Linked DNA regions of Rattus norvegicus: region 1 is linked to region 2. Evidence: chromatin contacts called from public Hi-C data. All regions are on one chromosome and are shown on one strand. The core of a region is the stretch at or near the end of the contact, and the rest is flanking DNA. Distances in the headings are between cores, read along the strand shown. Region 1 holds the start of Creb3 (cAMP responsive element binding protein 3). Region 2 holds the start of Tesk1 (testis associated actin remodelling kinase 1).

The links. Hi-C and Micro-C count contacts between places; a contact is called where the count stands out from the background.
Region 1: a Hi-C map of Schwann cells shows a contact between it and region 2, with 3 times the contacts expected there. The contact joins the promoter of Creb3 here to the promoter of Tesk1 in region 2. A contact is called at or near these places in 6 of 12 Hi-C or Micro-C datasets (Schwann cells, frontal cortex, liver and 3 more) and 1 of 1 datasets of contacts at active chromatin or transcription factors (oligodendrocytes).

Annotation. Positions count from the first base shown.
Region 1 is chr5:62,611,320-62,616,205 of GRCr8, reverse strand. Creb3 (cAMP responsive element binding protein 3) reads right to left here and starts at 2,554. Exons shown (of 9, transcript NM_001395632.1): 1 at 2,221-2,554; 2 at 1,979-2,135; 3 at 1,834-1,904; 4 at 1,639-1,728. The coding sequence starts at 2,397. It overlaps Tln1 (talin 1), which reads left to right and starts at 2,519. Exons shown (of 57, transcript NM_001039025.2): 1 at 2,519-3,066.
Region 2 is chr5:62,485,811-62,490,568 of GRCr8, reverse strand. Tesk1 (testis associated actin remodelling kinase 1) reads right to left here and starts at 2,806. Exons shown (of 10, transcript NM_031578.2): 1 at 1,474-2,806; 2 at 1,208-1,329; 3 at 1,028-1,076; 4 at 376-522; 5 at 1-48. The coding sequence starts at 1,677.

The DNA.
Region 1 (4,886 bases), core at 1,305-3,804, 130 kb before region 2:
AGATAATTGTGAGCTGCCATGTGGGTGCTGGGACTGGAACTCACGCCCCACGGAAGAGCAGAAAGTGCTCTAAACCACTAAGCCATCTTTACAGCTGCCAATTAATTTAAAAAGTTCCTCCTAAGCTAGGTGTGGTTGTACATGCCTGTAATATCGGCACTTGGGAGGAAGAGGAAGGAGGTCAGGATTTCAAGACCATCCTTGGTTAGGGTAGTTTTCAGGACAGACTGAGTGAACTACAGAAGACTATGTCTCAGAACTAACAACTACCACCATCCTTATCCTAAACCCACATCAATCTTCTAGTTTCCACCCATTGGATTTTCCTAGGCTCTCTAGAATGATATAGAACATCTTTATCTTAAGTACTTTAAACTCTTTTTTTTTCAGAAATTAAAACTGAATAAAGTTAACTCTCATAGTCTCTGATAATGCTTGTCAAACCTGGACAGTAGCCAGGAGTGATGTCATACACTTGTAATCTGGTCCTAGGAAGCTAGAAGCAGGAGAACCAGGAATTCAAAGGCATTCTTTACCTACGACACAGTGTGAGGCCAGCCCAGCCTGGGCTTACAAGACCCTGCCTTACAAACCAGGGCTGGAGGGCGTAGCCAGTGGTAGAGCACTTGGTGAGTATTCCAGAGGTGCTATATTCCAATCCCAGGGGTAGGAGAATTATGGTATGCTTTGGCCAGTGTAAAGGAGGACAAGACAGTTACTGTCCTAGGGACGGAGCCACTATTGATAATTCCAAAACTCCATTTTCTTTCCTATTAACTACTATACTGCTCATTCATCTCGTAATGGCAGGAGAGGGATAGGAGAGGGTTTATCATGTGGGCCAGGCTTGCTTAAACTCAACATGAAGCGAAGTCTGGCCTTTAACTCCTGATCCACCTGTCCCAAATAAGTCAGTACATACATAACAAAAGAAGTAAGACAATAAAAGGGGCACAAAAACTAGATGCAGTATGCTTTCACTTGGGAAGTGACCTTGAGCGTGGGAGGACCTTCCTGCCTCTGCCTCTAGGGTTATGGCAGTGTGAGCCCCTCAAGTCCAGCTTTGTTACAACTTTGTTACAGCTTTGTAACAACTATTGTTGTTAGACTGCTTCAGCCTCTCCAGCATATCTACTCTACCACTGAGCAAAAGGCGAAGTCCCAAGATAGCAACGAAATCTGTCAAGGCCATCATTTGAAGGCCCTTTCAAGGCTCTGTTCTAAAGTTACTCTACATTTAAAAAATTATCTTGGGGCTGGGGATTTAGCTCAGTGGTAGAGTGCTTACCTAGGAAGCGCAAGGCCCTGGGTTCGGTCCCCAGCTCCGAAAAAAAGAACAAAAAAAAAAAATTATCTTTTGTACATGGGGGTCTCTCCTTCCATCACGTGGGTCCTGGGAGTTAAGCAAGGCCTTTTCCTACAAAGCCATACACTGATAATTTTGAAAGGAACGCCAAAATGTATATCAGCGCCACAAGACCAGGATCTACCCTGGTATCTGCTCGTCCCAGGTTCCCACTATCAGCTTCCATTCTGACCTCAGTCCTTTTGTAAGTGATCGATATGAAATAAACTGAGTTTGCCTACTTGGGTTATACAATCCCCCTCCAGCTTTTGCTCTACTACCAGAAGCCTTACCTTAGTGAGAGGAAGTGTTGAGGGCAGAGTGAGCCCCTCCTTCTCCAAAAGCCTTTTCTCTTCCTCCGTCAGTATCAGTGTAGAAAGTTCCTAAGGTTGGAGGAAGAGAGCAGAGTTGCATGGTGATGTCAGAGCAGTATGGGGGATTCTTGGCCGCTGCAAAGTGAGGTAATCCTGAAACACCAAGCCCAGTACCTGCTCTGCTGCTGTCTCCTCCACACGCAATGGATTCATGCGGAACCCCTCCTTTTCAAAGCTCCCAGGATCTGCAAAAGCGAAAGTAGGGCTAGCAAGTTCAGTGAGCTCTCTCTTTCCCCATAACTTAACATTTCACACTCACCTAGATCTATGGAGACGTGCTCCTGTGGAAGGGAATAGTTGTGATCATGGAGAATAGAAGAACTAGAAGAGTTGAGAACATCCGGCGATGACGAGGGACTGAGCAGAGAGCTCAGTAAATCCTCTACCTCCCAGTCGCTCAATTCTTGCACGGAGTTCTAACAAAATCAAAGGCCTTGTTTTATCTCTGTACCTTGGGTCTCAGGGACATCGCTAGCTTCCCCACTCAGAACACCCACCCACCTCGGAAGGCGACAGCTCCAAGTCCAGGGGAGTCTCTATGTCCTGCTCAGTCGCAGCCCACAAATCTCCACTTTCCTCTAGCAGGAAGCCCAGCAGGTCCTGATCACCAGGATCCAAAGCTAGCAGGTCCTGATCACCAGGATCCAAAGCTAGCAGGTCCTGACCACCAGGATCCATTTGGAATATTTATGGATAGAAACTCCTCTGCGCAGATCCAATCTCCGAACCTTAGGCACGACCCCTCAGTCTGTCAAGTCGCATCGACTTAACCTTAGTCACTCCCGGACCAGGGCCTAGCTGTTACTCTATATGCCACACCCGCCTCTCAGCTTCTATTCCCCTCAGCGTCCAACATAACGGAAGTGATGCACATAGTCCCGTGGAATCCTGGGACTTGGAGTTCCCTCCAACTCGGAAGTGGCTTGTGTAGTGCGCCACGTCCCAGGGGCTATGCAAATTATGGGGATGTCCCTTCAGCTTCCCACGCCCCAGGGCGGGGATTCTGAGGATCCGGATCCGCCTTCGCCGCGAGCTATTAAAAAAACCCTAAGAGTCTAAAAGGGAACTCCCGTTTAGTTCGGGCGTTCTCTCCAGTGCTCTGCACCCTCGCTTCCTGCCGGGGAGGGGCGGCCAGGCTTCGCGGGAGCCCGAGCATCGAGAGCTGCGGCCAGAGCAGCTTCCTGCAGTCTCTGCGACCATAGAGCGGACCGCCGGCGGGTGGGGGACGTTTCCAGGACGGAAGTGGACGAGAGTGTGTCGAAGGGAGGGCGAGGCCGGAGCCCCAAAGCGACCGGGAGAACGAGCGGGTAGCGGGCCCAGGGCGGGGCGCAGAGCTGGGCAGCGCAGGTAGGCCGGACGGGCTGGGCTGAGGTTCTAGGTGGGGCTGCGGGATCAGGCCGGCCCGGGAAGCGGCGGGCGGGGCCCCCAATCCTCTTGCATATCCTGTGTCCGGTTGGGGAGGTCAGGGTACAGTACGTTTCAGTTTAGGTTTGAAATTAAGCCAGCCGTGTTGCGAGAGACAGGCCCTTTTCGCGGGAGTAGACAGTTCTCTGTCTCGGATAGTTTTTGGGACGGGTAGAAATGGGGTGGCAGTGAGGCATTGGGCGGGGATGGGCTTTGGTGTTAGCCGATAGTGAGTATGTGGTTAGGAAAACTTTGGGTGAGTTTGAGTTAGGTGCGTCGGGTTTAGGAAGCAAGGATCCCATTAGAAGTTAAGAAGCTGGACTACATTTTAAACATGCATGAGTCAAGTCTCTTTCGTGTTTGTGACATTTAAACTGAGGTCATTATTTTCTGGAATGACCAGCATAAGTCAGTGTACAGGATCGGGTTAAGGATCAACAACAGGAATTGGCTTAGAAGCTCGTTTCAGGGATTAAAGGCCATTGTCATGGTCAGTATTAAGAATAAACAGTGAGAAGGTGAATTAAGAATCAAGGTAGAAATGAGCTTTAGGACTGGGGAGAGGGGCAGTATTTAGGGTTAAAGTTAGGGGATTTGGGCCTAAAAATAAAAGCCAGATTAGTATGGTTGTGTGCTAGGAAAGGGGTAAGTGTCAAAATATAGGGAATTAGGATACAAAATAAAGTCAGGATTAATGTTAGGAATTAGTGATAGCATCAGAGTCAAGGCTGCAGCTACAGCTGAACAGGTAAAATGTAAGAAGTTGGGCAGCAAGTAGCTGCCTTTGTTTTGTAGTGAGCTCTCTTATTCCTGTGTGATCACAGAGGCTCCTTTTATCCAAAGAGATGACAGAGCTCTGGATGTCAGCTAGAACTGCCAGCATCTGGGACTCCACTTTCTTTACTCTCCTGCCTAAGCCCAAGACTTCCAGGGGCCACCATCACTGGGAGACAGGGTTTCTGGACTCTGTTGTTTGCTAGGTGGGAAGTGGAAAATGCAAAGAGACTCAAACAAGGTCCTGAGTGGGGAATGGGAAGATGAGGCCTGTGACTGAGGGGAAGCTGACCAAGAAAACACTGCCCACTGAATGGTGACAGTTTTACTCCACAGCCTCCCTCATTCTCCACACACTGCCTTCTCTGTCTCTACATTGCACACCTTTATGCTTCCTTATAGATATTTCCATGGTCTTTAGCTTGCTCTCCCCCTGCTGTTCATCTGAGCCACTTACCATCCTCCTTCCCCATCACTCAAACCTGAGCTTCCCCATCATTGGGAAGCACTTTCTCATGCTTGCACACCACCTGGTCAGCTGCTAAATACCCCCCTCCCCAACGCTCCTCCTATGTGTACCCCCTGGTTTCTGAGCCTCCTTTAACTTCTAGGTCCAGTTGTAGATCCCCTTCCCCCACTCCCCAACAGAAAAGAGGAAATGATACCCAAAGAGGAAACTTGGTCTTACTGATCCCACGCCCAGCCAGGCCGCTGACCACACCCCCATGTCACTCCCAGCTTGACCCTGCCACTGACCACAACACTGTCCCTTCCCCAGCCTGTTTCAGCCGCTGGCTCTGCCCCTTGCTGCCTCTCCTCCAGCATTGTTTAGACGCTGTCAGAGTCTTCTCACTCTCACACCGTAGCCTAATTTAGCTGCTTACCACATCCCCAGCTCTCCTGAAGCTCCTGACCTGGCCTCCGAACCCACTCTGTCATCCCCAGTTTAGTCAGCATGCATGGACTCATGCTTCTCCCTCCCCTCCTGG
Region 2 (4,758 bases), core at 1,557-4,056:
ACCCACAACAGCTGTGAAGCCTCCGTCTTCCCGTCGGACCAGACAGTTCTGACACACACACACAAGCATCCTCACACACCCATCCCCTGCTCTCTGGTCCTCTAGTATAGACCCCAAAGCCCCGTGTCACCACAGCACTAAGCACTACTCCAACCTTCCCTCCCGGTTCTCCAAGGCACCTCATCATTGCAGTATCACTCAGCAGTCAGTGTGATACTCAGTTCCTCAGCCCTCCTGCTGTCCCCGTTCTTTCCAATGCCTTGGCACCCCGACATTCTAACATATCTTCTACCCACATGCCAACATCCACAGGCCAATTACAACTTAACAGCTCCAAATCCTCTTTCATCGTTCCACCCACCTTGGCCAGCCTACCTTGGATGTGAGGTCTCGGTGAAACACACCTTTGGCGTGTAGGTACCGTAGGCCTTGTGCAATGTCCAGTGCTAGGTGGAGCCTGACTGGCCAGGAGAGGGGTTCTGGGGAGCTCAGCAGCTGTTCCAGGGTACCCCCATTCATATACTGGGACATAGGGGAAAGAGAAGGGGCTTCAGTCTGTATTCTATGTCTGCCACTCCTGAGAGAGTTGACACTCAGGAGGCTCACAAAGAACAGATGGGTGAGTCTGTGCTCTAAGGTTCCCATTTATATACTAGGCTGCCCTGTCTCCCAAGGTAGGACTATGTGCAGCTATGTCATCCAATACATTTAAATACAATCAGACATTCTTCTGTTACACTAGCTCTTGCTTTAGGCTACTCCATGTGTAGTTAGGGGATCCTGTGTTGGCAGGCCAGCACTGTTCCCAGGGATATAGACGGAATAACTCCAGCTGAGGATTCTAATAAGTGGTTTGCCCAAAAGAGAAGTTCAGGAAGCCTCCAGTTGGAGGAGGTCCTGAGGTCCTGGGCAGGCAGGTGGCTTCTTTTTAATTTCCTAGCAGATCCACCAAGATCACTGACTGACACTTTCACTTGGAGGTGTGGTGCCTTCCTTCCCTGTTTCCTGGCCTATGCTCAATGCTTACCTCTGTAAGCGCGTGCAGCTGCCCTTGGTGCACACAGACCCCCATGAACCTGAAAGTCGATGAAAAGGATAGGATAGGCTGTAAGAGGGGGGTGGCGTGGGGGACCGCATCTCCCTCCTTTCCTGAGGGAACTTTCCCTCCCAGCACACAAGCTGCCCAGCAAGAGGCTAGGCCGTTCACCTGAGGATGTTAGGATGCCGGAGCCGGTTCATCAGCTGCACCTCCCTTAGAGTGTTGCTCCGGTTACTGGGGAGCTTGTTCATCTTCAGCACCATGACTTGTCCCGACTGTCGGTGCCGAACCTGGGGGAGGCAAGGATTGGTGTGTGCCCTGCAGGTTAGGTGGCTAGCCCTAGTCGGATCTCTTAACCCAGGCTGTGGGCCCCTAAGTTCTAGCCTCCCGTCCAAGGCTCGGTCCCGCCCCTCTGTCCTCTCTGCGAGTCCTACCTTATAGACCTCAGAGAAGAAACCAGCCCCGATCTTCTCTGCGCAGTCGAAATCGTCCACGCGCGCCAGGCTGGACACGGCGCTGCGGAGGGCCCGGTAGGAGGAGGGCCGGCCCCGGCCCGGGCCTCCGCCTGCGCCCCCCGGCCCCTCCACCGGAGTCTCTCCGGGCCCGGGGCCCCGCAGCGGTGGCCGTTCCCCGGCCATGGCCGGGCCCCCAGCCCCGGCCTGCTTCACATGGCCGGATCCCCGGGACCCGGGCAGGCCGCGCTCGCCATGGGCGCCGGCCCAACCTGATCCCGGGTGCCGGGACTCCCGCCCGGCGGACTCCGGGAGGACCTGCCGAAGGTCCTGGGCCCGCCCCCGCCGCGCCGGCGAGTTGGGCCTGGTGGAACGCCGCGGCTCTCCGCTCTGCGCGGGGCCTGGGCCTGGGCCTGGGCCGGGCGGCGGCGGCGCTCCCGGGCGCCGGCGGCGGGCTCCCCGCGGGCGGCTGCTGCTCCGCTTCGCCGCCGGGCTCAGGCTGCGCGGCCTGCCCGGGGCGGGGCCGGGCCCGGTCTGCGGTTAACTCCTTGGAGCCCGAGCTGTGGCCCGGCCACGCCCCCTCAGGTGCGTCCCGGCGCGTAGGCCGGGGCGTGAATAACAGGACGACTTAAGGGTTGACTGCAGGCGCGAATTCTCCTGCGCCCTGGGCTCCACGGATCAAGCCCGCTGCCTGCCCAGTCTGCGCCCCACTCCGACTGCCCATTTCAAGGGGCTTCTGACCCCGACACCCTAAATCTCGGGGCTCGCTAACACCTGTTTTCTCCGGTCGTGGTACCCAGGGCTGTAGGGAGCCTCTGGCCTCCGCATCCCTGACCTGCCCCGACCCCTCCTCACTCCATCTCCATTCCCCTGAGTAAAGTTGAGATTCCTGCGCTCCGCCCGGTGACCACCCTCCTACTTCTTTGTCCTAATAACCCTCTTAGGGGAAGCCTGCACCTGCAAGAAAGTCCCGCCCTCCGTCACAGCCCACCCCTCGACAGGATCCCTCCCCCTCAAAGGCCGCTGCCCCTCGGAGCCCGCTCTCCTTCAGGGGGACCTTTCCTTGGGATGACACTGGCACATCAGTGTGTATCCAGAGCCCCTTAGTGCTGCACCCCCTCCTCTTTGTGTTCCTTTCACTAAAAGAGACCTTTCAGAGTGACTCGGCTAATCATTGTGACCGCTCCTCTCAAGGTGACTCCTCCCCTAGCTCTCGCCCAGCGGTGTGACCCCTTTCGGCAGGTTGCGCCCCGCGTCTGTAGACGCGGGTATGCCCCCCTCAGGCCAGAGGAGGAGGTGCAGAGGCCTCTACAGCGGTTGGGATCCTCGGAGTGCGCACGCCCGGTCTCGGGACGTGGCTTTCGCTGTTCCCGGTGTTTCCGGCTCTGCCACTGACTCCTCCCCTTAAGGTCATCGGTGAAGCAACCAATCATCGCCAGGGTTGCGTGACGTCACTGGATCCCGGCAGAAGTCTCCGGGCATCGGTGAGCCTCCTGCCACCTCGCGGCGGAATGGAGTGAGGCAGGCTGAATGTGCAAGGCGGTCTTGAGTGCACCGTATAAGGGAATCCTACAGGTTTAGAGAGAGAATAGTCATGCACAGTTGTTCCAGAAAAGTAGAGTAGGCCAGAACTCTGGTATCAGCAAAGCATACTCATCACATTAAATTAGAGTTAACTCTGAGAAACTATTTGTAATCTTCAGTGTAGCGATTGAAACGGGGTCCTGATACCCCTGTGCTGGGATTACAAGTACGTGCTGGGGGGGAATTTATTTTCTATAAATCTTATTCTATAGATCCCAAGCGCTGTAGAGGCCTCTGCACCTCCTCTGAGTCACTCTGAGAGGTCTCTTTTAGTGAGAGGAACACAAAGAGGAGGGGGCAGCACTGAGGGGCTCTGGGTACACACTGATGTGGCAGTGTCATCCCAAAGAAAGGTCCCCCTGAAGGAGACTTTTTCTACAGTTTGTGCAAGGTCTGTAGACACTCGGAATTTGTACTATAGGATAACCTCATCGTGGTAAGCTTAACTGACACTGTCCCATTAGTCATATTTGAGGATTGATGCTTGTGACGGTAGTTTCATGCTGAATTTAGGAAGAGCGCTGTGGTGGTTATGGTGAGGGAGAGTGTTTAGGAAGAAGGCTGCATGGTGGATGAAAGACTGAACTAATACAGCACTAATAAAAGAGAGGAGGGAATGTTAATGAACTTGGGGAGCTTGTGAGTGTGTGTGTGAGTTTGTGTGTGTGTGTGAGAGAGAGTGTGTGAGTGTGTGTGTGTGAGAGTGTCTGTGTGTGTGTGTATGTGTGTGTGAGAGTGTGTGTGAGAGAGTGTGTGTGTGAGTGTGTGTGTCTGTGTGTGTGAGAGAGAGACAGAGCAAGTGTGTGTGTGAGAGAGAGTGAGTGTGTGTGTGTGAGAGAGTGAGTGTGTGTGTGAGAGAGAGAGTGTGTGTGTATCTGTGAGTGTGTGTGTGTGAGAGAGAGACAGAATGTGAGTGTGTGTGTGTGAGTGAGTGTGTGTGAGAGTGCGTGTGTATCTGTGTGTCTGTGTGTGTGTGAGTTTGTGTGTGTGTGAGAGACAGAGAATGTGAGTGTGTGTGTGAGAGAGTGTGAGAGAGAGTGAGTGTGTGTGAGTCTGTGAGTGTGTGTGTGTGTGTGTGTGTGTGTGTGTGTGTGTGTGTGTGTGTTGGGGGGAGTGCAGCATCCAGGTTCATCATTAGGTTTTTATCTGGTTTTAAACTGGATGATGTCACCAATTTTAGAAAGTTCAGGTGGAGAAGCTGTTGAGGGTGGGAGGTAGATTATGATCATTGGCAGTAATGCTGGCCACCCTGTCTTTCTCACATGGAAACATGCCTGCTTCCAGATATCTTCTGCACCCGTGGTTATCCTGGGAGTAACCCATGGCCGATCTTGCTCTGTCCACGAGTCTGTCCCCGCACCCAGTTATTTGATGCACAGCTGTGGCATTATTTTATCATTGATTAGAAAAAGGAATCTTCATTAAATCATAGTGTCATTGTTGTGTGGTATGTATTCAAATGCTAAAAACTGTATCCCAACACTTGGTTGCTCCAAGACAAGCAGGTCCTCAACTATGCCAGCTCTTGTGAATTCATGACTGGGTAATAAAGATGCCCACGGCCTGTAGCTGGGCAGAGGTAGGCAGGGCTGAAGGTTCCCAGGCTTGGGCTCTCAGGCACAGAAAAGAAGAGAGAAGGAAGGGAGGGTGGAGAGGTGGCCATGGGGTGGTGTGGATTATGAG